Linked DNA regions of Muntiacus reevesi: region 1 is linked to region 2. Evidence: chromatin contacts called from public Hi-C data. All regions are on one chromosome and are shown on one strand. The core of a region is the stretch at or near the end of the contact, and the rest is flanking DNA. Distances in the headings are between cores, read along the strand shown. Region 1 holds the start of PEX3 (peroxisomal biogenesis factor 3). Region 2 holds the start of SF3B5 (splicing factor 3b subunit 5).

What was found. Hi-C and Micro-C count contacts between places; a contact is called where the count stands out from the background.
Region 1: a Hi-C map of blood shows a contact between it and region 2, with 2.8 times the contacts expected there. The contact joins the promoter of PEX3 here to the promoter of SF3B5 in region 2. A contact is called at or near these places in 2 of 3 Hi-C or Micro-C datasets (blood and muscle).

Annotation. Positions count from the first base shown.
Region 1 is chr3:178,337,898-178,344,584 of mMunRee1.1, forward strand. PEX3 (peroxisomal biogenesis factor 3) reads right to left here and starts at 1,459. Exons shown (of 12, transcript XM_065931230.1): 1 at 1,221-1,459. The coding sequence starts at 1,293. ADAT2 (adenosine deaminase tRNA specific 2) reads left to right here and starts at 1,592. Exons shown (of 6, transcript XM_065931238.1): 1 at 1,592-1,768. The coding sequence starts at 1,673.
Region 2 is chr3:177,777,242-177,784,140 of mMunRee1.1, forward strand. SF3B5 (splicing factor 3b subunit 5) reads left to right here and starts at 1,946. Exons shown (of 2, transcript XM_065927763.1): 1 at 1,946-2,337; 2 at 2,440-2,653. The coding sequence starts at 2,053. The coding sequence ends at 2,313.

The sequences.
Region 1 (6,687 bases), core at 209-2,708, 560 kb after region 2:
AATTTTCAAGAATCAATAGAGCTGAATCACTGATACTACGAGTACTGTCAATTTCAAATTGTTTGGGAGCCATAAAATAGAATCAGTAGTAAGAGAAAAACAACCAAATTCTTTGGGAAACTTTTGCTTCTTACTACTTCTGTAACCAAAGTATGTAGTTAGTGACAATATTTCTCAAAACACCCAAATGCTAAAAATCCCCTCTTAACATTCCTGCATTTCTTTCTCCTGTATCACCCAAGACATTCTGTTCTTTCCTTTAGATCTCCACTCATTAGGACATGACTATCTTATGAGGAAAAGGCTCTCAAGATTGTTATCTAATCTGTTTCTAAATCTCCTCTCAGCCTGGGTAACTTAATTATATGAATTAGGTGGGAATTCATCCCAGTCTTGAAGATCCTGCTTGCCCAGCATCCTGCAAGCACTTTCTTACTACCTAGTTTACTACATAGTTTGTGTTCTAAAAGAGCAGGAACAGAGCTAAAATATTGATCTGTCTTTCTTTGTCTAGCATATACCTTCTAGCACAGTCCTTCAATACAACTGTGCTGTTTTAAAAAAAAAATTCGAATTCACTTTAAACAAGACTCGAAGTGCAAGCTTTAGTTTACTCTCCTCGAATATTGTGAAACTTCTGCGAAGGATGAACGCCAAATCAAGCACTGGGAGTGGCAAATCTCATGGGAAAACAAGAGAAGACAATAAGAAAAAAAAAAAATGTGTAAGAGAACGGTGCCTTGAAACAGAAGAGGAAAAAAAAAGAAAGAGAGAAAAGAACCCAAGGAACAAACAAACAATCCCCACCACCACCACCACCACCACCAAACACTAAGGTGGGTTATCCCAAAGGCAGTGAGTAAAAGGCGAAAAACACAGAGTAAGGGGCAGTGGCAGGGCAAAGGGCACACATTTCACAACTGCAGAAATGTAAAGAGCCTTGGAGAAGGAAATGGCAACCCACTCCAGTCCTCTTGCCTGCAAAACCCCATGGATGGAGGAGCCTGGTAGGGGACAGTCCCTGGGGTCGCAAAGGATCGGACACGACTGAGCGACTTCACTTTCTTTCTTTAAAGAGCCTTCGAAGTTTGTCACCCCATACCCCGTCTCATGGTTGATCGAATCCTGGGCTGTGGTTTCTCCGCCTCTATTTTAGAAGCCAGACACCCCTCTCCCACCCCCTTCTTCCAATGCGCCTTGCCAAGAACGCTGTCACCCACCTCCAAGGACCGTGCCAAGGAAGATGCATTTCTTTTTGTGACGTTTCAGAAAATTCCACGCAGATCTAAGCATTTTCAGGCCCCCGGGGTGCGGGCTGTCTAGAGGGAAGGGATGATGGTCCACCAGGAAACCCTTTTTCTGTCGCCTGGCACGGACGACCGGGCTGGACGGCCGAGTCCTGCTCGGTGCTCTCCAGAAATCACAAAGGCGACTTTCCGCTGACACTGTTACCGGAGCGGGAAGGGGGCGTGGACTAGAGCTGAGCAGTTGCCCTTTTCTGTTGCTGCCGCAGCTCACTGGTCCGGGGCGCCCAGGTCCGTCCAGAATTCACTCCCGAGTGCCTCACCATTCGATTCCCCCGGAAACGACAGCCCGCATCCGCCGCGTTCCGTGGCCTGTGCTCCTATTTCCCCGCGGCCTCTGCAGCAGAGCGAGGCGACCCGGGTGCAGTATGGAGGCGAAGGCGGGGTCCACGGCGGCTAACGATGGCGCGTACTCGGCGTCTGCGGAGGAGACCGCAAAGTGGATGGAGCAGGCGATGCAGATGGTGAGGGGGCCGGGGCGTGGACGCACGGGGTCGGAACTTTCCCCGGCTTATCCCGACCGAACATTTGAGTAAACGTCCCCGGGGTGCTTTCTGGGTCTCAGTAATCTCGACGGTGCTCACGATCTCTGGGTAAACAGCTGGTTTTTACTGTCCTGAAATGTTCTTTAGTCCATTCTCACAGTGGCTGTGAGGGAAGGAAGAGAGGAAATACTGAAATTGTTTCTTTTTCACTGGTTTGAAGTAAGCGTCAACATCCCTATTCGGGGCTGCTGGCACGTGCGTGCCGCGTCCCCTTCTTTCCTGCGGACCCTGGCAGATCCGCGAGTTTCCATTATCTTGTCTGTATGACCCCTTGAACCTGTCTAGGAGAAGGATGGAGGCTGAGGATGTTTCTGGTAGAGAGCAGGATAAAAACAGCCCCCTGAGCAGATTCCACCATTCATTCATTCTTTCGTCCATCCGTCCGCTTGACCTTTGCCCTTTGACTTTCTCCTCTCACTCCCTTCAGGACTCTGATTAAGGAGGGCTCTGATAAGCTTTGTGTACAACCCAAGCTTTACCCGTACTTATGTGTGCCAGCGAACTCTTTAATAAGGATAAAAGTGCATTTGGCGTATATGTATAGGTATATAAATCATACACGCACATTTATGCATATTTTTAAAAACTTGTTTCTCATACTTTTTTGAAAGTGGTGGTGGTGGTTTAGTCGCTAAGTCGGGTTCGACTTTTGCGATCCCTTAAACTGTAAGTGACTTACAGTTTAAAAAGAAAAAATCTATTTTGTGTTACATTCCAGTAAACGCCCAGTATACACATAGGTATAATTGAGACAAAAGTTTTACAAAATGATGCTTAACCTTCCTAAGCACAGTTTTCCTGGTATTTCTCTTTCATTCCATTTTGGAAAAACAAATGTTGGTCATCATACCTGATTTGATTTCATGATGCAGTCTTTCAGCCCACTTCAAAATTTATTCTCCCCATTAAACTTATAGGACACATAAATTTTTGTTTGATACTTTAATGTTGAAATATGCTTTAAATAGTTAATTCCTGAACTCGTTTTATGTTACTAAATTTTTCCAGCTGGAAAAAAGGAGTTTTCATGTGATATCAAAATTTCTGTCCTTCCCCCAAATGATTTCAATAATATATGCTGGGCAGCATAAGTCGTGAGGATGATAGTAAATGCACGTGAAGGTTGAAATGTCTCAAATTAAGCTGCATTTACATCTTTCTATGGATAAGAGACCCGGAGGTCAGGGGATGTGGAAATGCTGAAAAGTTTTGGTCTCTTCCATTTATTTTCATTTGCTCCAGGAACTCTCCTCAGAATATTTATGGGGAGCTTGCACAGATGAAATTTTGAGAGATCCTACCATAGAGGACTCAATAGTGGTTTTAGAAATAGCTAAGTTTATTCGGCCATTGAACTTTTCCCCTTTGTGTATCAGACATGTGTTTTCTTTCTCTCCTTTCGTATCCTCTACACTATTCTCTAGACTTCTGGACTGAACATTTGAGTCTTTCTACTACCTTTTAAAAAAAAATTAAACTTTTAATTTTGTATTGGAGTATAACTGATTAAGAATGTTATTATTAAAAAAAAAAAAAGAATGTCCTGATAGTTTAGGTGGACAGCAAGGGAACTTAGCCATACATATATATGTATCCTTTCTCCCCCAAACTCCCTCTTATCCAGGCTTCCACATAACATTGAACAGAGTTCCCTGTGCTATACAACAGATCCTTGTTGGTTAATCATTTTAAATGTAGCAGTGTATACCTATTTGATATGACCTTGGGCAAGTCACTGTATCCCCCTAGAGTATTGCCTCTTACTCTGTTAAATGGGATGGTTGAACTCCTAGTAGTCTGTAGGATCTCTCTGGCCTTGACATTTTTGTCTCTTAAAGTATAGTGAAGTCGCTCAGTCATGTCCAACCCTTTGCCATCCCATGGACTGTAGCCTACTAGGCTCCTCCGTCCATAGGATTTTCCAGGCAAGAGTCCTGGAGTGGGTTGCCATTTCCTTCTCCAGGGGATCATCCCTACTCAGGGATTGAACCCAGGTCTTCTGCATTGCAGACAGACGCTTTACCATCTGAGCCACAATTGGACTATAAACTCCTAAGGGTGTGATTACCTAGTTTATCTACACAGGGTCAAGGAGGTCCTTAGTTTGCACCTTTTTTTTTTTTTGGTCAGTAGTATATGTTTCTTCCCACTCCAGAATTCTTGCCTGGAGAATCCCACGGACACAGGAACCTGGCGGGCTACAGTCCACAGGGTCACAGAGTTGGACCCGACTGAGCGACTCACACACACAATGTTTCTTCCAGGTCTTAAACAAAGGGAAAAGAATGCTTGTGATAAATCTTGGACTTTGTCCAACCACCCCCCGGCCCACCTCCACTGAAGGAACTTCAAATCTTAAACTACTTTGAAGACTTGTTGAAGTAATAGAAAGTGTCCTGTGTACTTCTGAGAAGAGTTTACAATCAGACCAGAAGCATAGCTAGTACCAGATTTAGGGGTAGCTAATGTGTTCTGAGGAATTTGAAAGTGAGGTGCCCGGTGTACATATAATAATAGGGAGGATACTAGCATTTTTGCAGCACCCAGACAGAGTAGACATATTTATATGACTGATTCAAGGGACTAAGTGTTCGGCTGATTGATGTTAGTGTTTGTTGGGCGAAGGCCTGGAGGAATTGGAATGGAGATGGATTCTTTAAAGTATATGATGAAGGCAGAAAACATAAAAGAAGAATGAATCAGTTTTAGTTATATAAATATTGAAGATTTCTACAAGTAAAAAAGTAAGATACAAAGTAACAAAGCAAAGGACAGAGGGAAAATATTTGCAACGTAAATAAAAGGACAGGTTTGATATAACCTTGATATATAAAGAAGCTTGGCAAAGAGATATACACCCTAATATTGAAAAAGTCAAAGGATGTGAATGAACATGCTATTTCTAAAAGAAACACAGATAATGAACAACTTAACAAATGTGTGGTTTCACTAGTAATAGATTACATTCAAATTAAAAAAAAGATATGTATTCTTGCCTGGAGCATCACATGGACAGAGGATCCTGGCAAGCTATGGTCCATAGGGTTGCACAGTCAGGCCTGACTGAAGCAACTTAGCATAATTTTTCAGCTGTTAAATTAGCAAAGGTCAAAAACTTGTAATGCTTGTTGTAGATAAGGATGTGTGTGTGAGGAGTTGGTTAGTTGGTTGCTGAAATTGGGGCATCTTTTCTAGAAGGCAACTTTGTTATATACGTATAAAAAAGCCTTAAAACTGAGCTTTTCCTTTGACCCAGTAATATCTTTATGGTATTTTTTTTCCCAAATGAAAATATTTTAATGTTTTCTTTTTCTGACTATATAGATAATTCATAGTCATAAGAAATTTATTTTTATAAATTTATTGACATATGTACTTTTAAATAAATGGAATTATATATTCTCTTCATGATTGTAAGTATCCTTTTTTCCTAGGTATAATTATTTCTTACTTTGGTTAATTTTCCTCTCACCCCCATCCCATAGTTCTTTTATTGCTCTGGAATGAATTACCAAACATGAGACATAGGATGTATGTATTTTAAAGCCATTTATCTAGATGTTTTTAGATTGCCTTCTAGAACTATACTGCCTCGTGTAGTAGCCACTAGCATATGTGGCTAGTTGTTTCATGAATAAGAAGAAATTAAATATTCAGTTCCTCAGTTACGTTAGCCACTTTTCAAGTGCTCAGTAGCCACACATGGCAAGTGGCAACCACATTGAACAGCACAGATCAAAGGATGTTTCCATTACCATCGACAGTTCTGTTGGATAGCAGTGGTCTGAAATGGTCCCAGATAACATTCCCAGTGTATGAGAATGTTCTGTCCCACCCCTGTTCCCACCATCCCTGGAATTATCACTACTGAACATTTGGCAATGTTTTAGGTGAGAAGTAATATCAGTGTTACATTTCTTGTTGTTCTTTGGTGAAGTTATCAAACTTTAAAAAAAGTTCTCTATATTTTATTATTGTTTTGTAAAATCGTTATTTTTCATGCCAGTTTTCTTTTGGAGAGATAGCATATGATAAAGGTCATTGTTTTAATCATCACAGCATATAATTCTAAGGGTGTAGGCTTAGAATCAAATAAAAAAATAACAGCATCGCACTCTTACATCCCAGACGCATTGCCATGGGCTGTGTTTCATACTGGCCATACGTATAAGGTCCACAGTCGTCCTGCTCTATGGTGGTTATTATTCAGTCCCCACTAGGTCATGTCCAGTTCTTTGTGACCCCATGGACTGCAGCATGTCAGGCTCCTCTGCCATCCACTATCTCTTGGAGTTTGCTCGAATTCATGTCCATTGAGTCAGTGATGCTATCTAACCATCTCATCCTCTGTCGTCTCCTTCTCCTGCCCTCAATCTTTTCCAGCATCAGGGTCTTTTCCAGTGAGTCGACTCTGCATCAGATGGCCAAAGTATTGGACCTTCAGCTTCACAACAGTCCTTCCAATGAATATTCAGAGTTGATTTCTTTAGAAATGAGTGGTTTGATCTCCTTGCTGAACAAGGGACTGCTGAACAAGAGTTTTTTCTAACACCACCATTTGAAAGCATATCAGATGTGTATCATTACTGTCTTCATTTTCAGATGTGGACATCGAGGTTTAGATTTAAGTAAGCGTCCCGCAGTTAGGGAACTGGTAAGGACAGAGATGTGATTTGAGCCCAGCCACCTGGCTTCACCCCCAGTTTGTCCCGATCTGTGTCTGGTTGCCCACTGCTCCCCACTGTACTCTGTCGGACCCCTCTGCCTATTCACTTCATTCCCACTGACTACCATGCTTTGGGAATCCTAATTAGACATTTGGACCTTTTTTCCTCTGT
Region 2 (6,899 bases), core at 696-3,195:
AAGTTAGGGACATCAATACAGAGAACTTTTCGAGTTTATTTCTTTAAAAAAACAAAGCCAAAACGAAATAATGAAGTTGGAAGCAAAAATGGCAAAAGGCCAAGTTTGATACATCTGGATGGTAAATCCACAAGCATGCCTTATATTAGTTTCTAGGTTTTAGGAAGGAAACATTTGTTGTAACAAAGTTTGAACTGAAGGGGTAACATTTTTTTTTTCATTATTGATACACTTATTTGATGCTTTAAGAATATTTGTGTCATTTTCTTTTTTCAATCTTTCTTAAAAAAAAAAAAACAACTGCGTGTATCTAAGGGGTGCAAAAAGATTTCATATACGTATACACAGTGAAACGTTGTTTACTACTGTCAAGCTAATTAATATATGCATCTCCTCCCATTAGAGTTGTTGAGCCGCTCAGTCCTCTTTGCAACCCCATAGAGGGCACCACGCCAGGCTTCCTGTCCATCACCATCTCCTGTGCTTACTCAAACTCACGAGAGCACCTGAAATTTACTCTCTGGAAAATTTCGACATTCAGTATAGCATTAACCATAATCATCATGCTGTACCTCTCTAGACTTACTGGTACTACGTAACTGCCATTTTGCACCAGAATAGAAGTATTTTAAAGTTGTCTTTCACCCCGTAAAGAGTTCTTTCTATATGGCTACCATACAGTTGTTTATCCGTTCATCAAAAGTTTTTAGAGAAACATTCTCTGTCAGGCTATGAGGATATCATAAAAGAAGCATATGATACATCATCAACAGACGCAAACAATTTTTCTTAAGTAGTTTGTATTCGTGTGAGGAAGTTCTTTAAACCAAAAGTTGGATTTAAAGTGATAATAACATAGAGATGTAAAGAGGAAGAATTTCCATCTGTCTGGTGTAGTCAGTCAATTTCAAGGAGATACTTTCGAGGTGACTTAAAGAGAAAAGTGTTTGCCAGGGGGAACAAAACATTCCAAGCAGCGGGAACAGCAGGAACGGAGATCTGGGGAGGCGAGCAGCATAGAACGTTGAGAAAGATTTATAGGCTGAGGGCGTGTAGGGCGGGGTGAGAAGTTGAAGGGAGAATATCAAAATTAGAAGCTCAAGAGGAAGCAGCGGCTTGATGCAGGCGCCCGAACGTGTCGGAACTGGTGCTATACTTTGGTGACCAGGCAAGAAACGGCAGCCCTGCAAGCGATGAAATAACTTTCCACACAACTTGTAAAAGGTGGCTGGGCCCAGAACTTGCGTCTCCTGACCTCAAGGTGACCCACTCACGGTTGTGAACGGGTTACCACTGTGCCTCGTTAGCTCCGAAAGCGGGGTCATACCAGGAGTTCATATTCCCAGTTCCTGCCTGTCCTGGAGAGTTTCTCATTTCCATTTGGCCCCAAACCTCCTGAGCATGCCTCTTGCCTTCCAGACACCTCCCTCCATTAAGCCGCCAACATCCTTTTAAACATCTCTCCATTTCTTGTTGTTGTTTAGTCGCTAAATTGTGTCTCTTTTTGCGACCCCATAGATTGTAGCCGGCCAGGCTTCTATGTCAATGGGATTTCCCAGGCAAGAATACTGGAGTGGGTTACCATTTTCTTTTTCAGGGGATCTTCCCGACCCAAGGCTAGAGCCCATGTCTCCTGAATTGGCATACGGTTTCTTTACCACTGAGCCACCAGGGAAACCCTTTAAACATTTCTCAGGGTTCCTAAAAAGCCTGAGTTACCAGCCCTCATAGACCACAAGTCCCAGCATGCAAAGCTCCTTTCAGAAAAGGGCCACTAAAAGGACCAGCATGCAACGCTCTGTGAAGGGGGCGGGACTCTCTACAGGGGCGGCCTACTTGTAGCGTCGCCTAGGCAACTCCAATTCGGTGACAGACTACACTTCCGCTTCCGCCTCTGAGTCCTGGGACGGCAAATCTGCACGGCTTCGTCGCTGTGACGCCATCCGCCTGCGACCGCGCGGGTGCGGAAGTTCCGCAGTCCCGCTTGAAGTCCCAGAGCGCCTTCCTGTAGTCGGCTGCCTCTCACCTGGGCGCAAAGGGAAAAGCGGTGAGATGACGGACCGCTACACCATTCACAGCCAGCTAGAGCATCTGCAGTCCAAGTACATCGGCACCGGCCACGCGGACACCACGAAGTGGGAATGGCTGGTGAACCAGCACCGCGACTCCTACTGCTCCTACATGGGCCACTTCGATCTTCTCAACTACTTCGCCATTGCCGAGAATGAGAGCAAAGCACGAGTCCGCTTCAACTTGATGGAGAAGATGCTGCAGCCTTGCGGCCCGCCAGCCGACAAGCCGGAGGAGAACTGAGTCCCCGCGGTATCACTGCTGTACGTGAGTACCTGTCCCTGAGTTCCCCGGGTTTGCCTGCATTCTCGCTTGTTCTTAAGTGAACTGATTCTCCATGTCTCTCCTTCTCGTGCTTTCCTTCCACAGAGGTGCTTACCCAGGGCGTCCCGCATGACCTGCCTTCCTGTGGACCCTGTTTTCCTGTGGAACACAGCGTTGGGAGACCGTCAGGACCTCTGAGAACTGTGACTGGACCGTGGAGCAAACTTTAGAGAAGACGGCACTGGAGTGAGACGGGATTTAGAGGCTCGTTTTCGGCTAGTTGATTGTTGCTTTTTACATAAAGTTTAGAAATGTTTCAGTCTCTTGGTGTGGACTACATATGTTCTGGTGGAGGGCTCCAGGGAGGGCTTTGGGACTGTGGCTTTGGGGGAGGCGGGAGAATAGGAGGGATAAACAAGGGGAGGGTTAGCAAGGGGCTGGGTAGGTAGTTCAGGGCCAGCGTTCATTGCCAGACACTTAAATGCTCCCTGCATAACCTTTATAACATTCCCCAACCCAGACTTTTCCCAAGAGCTTTTTTCAGGCCCATAACGCTTTCAGTATGGAAAAATGTGATCATGGTATCCCTTCTTTTTCTTTCATTCAAAAAAAAAAAAAGAAAGAAAGAAAATCTTTGCTGGCGTTGTCCTCTCTCTGCAGATTGCATTCGCTCTTTGGGGACTTTGTGGATGTGTCTTGAGACTTGACAAGCTGTCAGACGAATTCTTTCATTCCTTCAACATTCAACAAGTATTTGTTGAGTCCTATGTGACAGGCATTTTCCATGCTTTAGGGGCTTATATTAACACTAGTTGGGGGAGCAGCACACTGCATCAATTGTAGATAAAAGCAAATGTTAGAAGGAACTGTGGAGAATGGAGTAACAGTAGCATTGCAGTTTAAATAGGCTGCCTTGTGTTAGACTATTGAGAAGGTGACATTTGTGCAAAGACTTTAAGGAAGGCATGCAGAAACGGGGGAGATTACTCTCCAGGCCAAGAAAACTTCCAGTGAAAAGTACCTAAGACAATTGTGTATGGCTTATTGGATGAAGAGTAAAGAAACAAGTATGGCTGAAGGGAATGAGCGGGGGGAGAGTGGAGGTATAGCTTATGGAGAGGGAACAGATAAGAGTAGAGCCTGGTGGGCCTATGTAAGGACTTGTGGCTTTTATCCTGAGTATATGGGGAGCCATTGGAAGACTATTAGGTGATAGGATCTGACACATTTTAAATCAGTGAGTCTCAAGCATATTGGCCTTGGAATACCATTACATTCTTAAAAATTCTTGAAGACTCCCACAGAGCCTTTGTTTTTGGTTATAGCTGTCGATAGTCACCAAATTAAAAATTAAAACTGAGAAATATTTAAAATACCTGGTAATTCATTTTAAAATAACAATAAGAGGACTTCCTTGGTGGGCCAGCAGTTAAGAGTCTGCCTGCCATTGTAGGGGACATAGGTTTGATCCCTGGTCCAGGAAGATTGCACGTGCTGCGGGGCAACTAAACCTGGGTGCTGCAACTACCGAAGCTCATCTGCTCTAGAACCTGTGCTCCACTAGAAGAGAGGCCACCACAATGAGAAACCCATAACTAAAGAAAGCCTACATGCTGCAACAAAGACCCAGTGCAACCATACATAAATCAATAAAATAACAATAAAAAGACCATTACATGTTAACAAGAATATGTTTCATGAAAAATAACTTTTCCAAAACAATTTAGTGAAAAAGATAGTGTCTTTTTTTTAAAAAAAAACAACTTTGCATATGACTTCAGTGTCGGTATATAAAGGTGTTAATTGCTCAGTTGTGTCTGACTCTTTGCGACCCAATGGACCGTATGCCGCCAGGCTTCTCTAATTGATGGAATTCTCCAGGCAAGAATACTGGAGTGGGTTGCCGTTTCCTTCTCCAGGGGATCTTCCTGACCCAGGGATCAAACCTGCGTCTCCTGCGTTGCAGGCAGATTCTTTGCCATCTGAGTCACCAGGGAAGCCCCCTTCTTCAATGTCCAGCTTAATATAAGACAGCTGTGTTCTTTTATCTGCTTCTGCATTCAAACTCCTAGAATATGAAGTTTTGGCTGAAGTATGAAAAAACCCACTTCGGGACTTCCCTAGTGGTACCTCCTGCCAATACAGGAGACAAGGGTTCGATCCCTGGTCTGGGAACATTCCACATGCTGCAGAGCATCTAAGCCTGTGTGCCATAGCTACTGAAGCTTGTGCATCCTAGAACCCGCAGGCCACAACTACTGAGCCCGTACACCTAAAGCCTCTGCTCCACAGCAAAAGAAGCCGCTGCAGTGAGAAATCCATGGGCTGTAACAAAGTAACCCCCACTTGCCATACTAGAGAAAACCCTTGTGCGTCAGTGAAGACCCAGCACAACCAAAAAACAAAGTTTTTTTTTAAGTCATCTTAAAAAAGCCCACTTCACATAAATATATAGTAAGGGAGAAATACTTCAATAGCCATTTCAAATATCTTAGAAGTTAGATAGAAGGTAGGATATGATCAGCTTTTCATTCTCTTATTATATTAAAATTCATTAATCTATGTTGAGTATTGAATGGACCTTTTACCCATATGTGATTTTATAATATCTTAAATTGCTCATTTGGAAAGTGTTGGCTCACTGAATTATACAGGCCCTCTAAGTGTTGACACATTTCATTGTGTATACCAAAATAATGTTCTTTGTACATATTGTTAGTATCATCGCTGATCTCTTGAGAAAAGTCTTACAGTGTTAGTAAGCTGAAAAACTAACAGTGATGATATAAGTTTTCCACAATTTGAAGTTTTTACTTGATAGCCTAAATTTGGTTACTGGTAGCAAATCGTGTCTCTTTTTTTCCTTAAAGTGACAAGCCTACTTGGTTCATTTTCAAGAAAATATCTGTCAAACACCAAATTCTGAATAATTGCAGTTTGTCAGTCTTCCAAGTAAAGAATGATGTTCCTTGAGAGAGAAAGAAAAAAAGAGTCCATTTAGTCTGCAACTCAAATAATAACAAGTGCTTTTTCTTAAAAAAAACCACTGTGCTTTGGTGGCAGCAGAAATGGTTTATGCATACTACCAGTTTTGATCATTCGAAAAGATATGTCCTTGTGGGCTAAGATTTCATAAAATCAGTTTTATTTCATCAAGGACATTCTTTTTAAAAATAATTTTATTTATTTTTGGCTGCGCTGGGTCTTGGTTGCTGCGTGGGCGTTTCTCTAGTTGTGGCAAGCAGGGGCTACTCTTTATTGCAACGCGCAGGCTTCTCATTCTGGGCGGGGTTTTCTTGTTGTGGAGCACAGGCTCCAGGGCACACGGGCTTCTGTAGTTGTGGCATGTGGGCTCTAGAGCACAGGCCAAATAGTTGTGGCACATGGGCTATGCTGCTCCAAGGCAAGTGGGATCTTCCCAGATCAGGGAATGAACCTGTGTCCCCTGATTTAGCAGGCAGATTCTTTAGCACTAAGCCACCAGGGAAGCCCTAATCAAGGACATTCTTAAGTGAAACGGAGTCGATTTTTTATTCTGTTTATTTTTGTTGAGAGTATATGGCAGTGAAGAATACAATGACTACTAGTAGTTTGGTGTCACTATCTTGATTGATGCTAAGTGCTAGTAGTTTTATTCACGATTGCTTTTTATATCAAGATAACTCAGTGAAAATGGCAAGTAAAATCTAAGTATTATTATTAAAATAGTAAAATCTAAGTATTATTAAAATAGTGTCAACTTCACAGATTCTCTGAAATTCCCACCATTTTCACTTGAACAAAAACTTATATAATGATAGATTAAACTATACTATTTAGACTTGGTTGGATGGCATCACCGACTCAATGGACATGAGTTTGAGCAAGCACTGGGAGATGGTGAAGGACAGGGATGCCTGGCATGCTGCAGTCCATGGGGTCGCAAAGAGTCGGACACGACTGAGCAACTGAATAACAACAAGACTTGAGTATTTAGCAGATATTTTCTCAGAAAATGAATGAAATGGGCCATCATTTCCAGGAAAACAACTGAACCACTTTTTAAAGGGGTCTTTCAGGCTGTTGTGTTGAGAATAGATATAGGTAATGTAACAGAGAACGGACTGTAATTGCCAGCAGTTAAATAAAAGTATCAATACTGATGCTTTTACCCCCATAAAGAATAGGAGAGAGTCAAGCTGTAAATCCTCATCCTTACGAAACTAGAATGAGAGGGAGCCCTTGTCTGTGATTGGAGTGTGTAGCAGTAGACCAGGAGAGATGACAACCCACGTTGCAAATAGAGAGGAAGGGGCTGAATATTTAGTATAGGGTAGTTTATAAAAGAATCAAATGAAACTGTGGACAATAAAGAACTGCAGGAATTTAGAAAGAAGTTAGTAACCTAGAGACTTACATGAACTGGCTTGAATTTATACTATCAGGATTCACAGGGACAAGGATTTGGGTCTGTTTTATTACCCGATAAATCGCAAGTGTCTCAAATGGTGCCAGCATATCACCAGTGTTCAACAAATATTGTATTGAATGTGAAGAGATAAGGCTTAATTTAGACAATATACTAA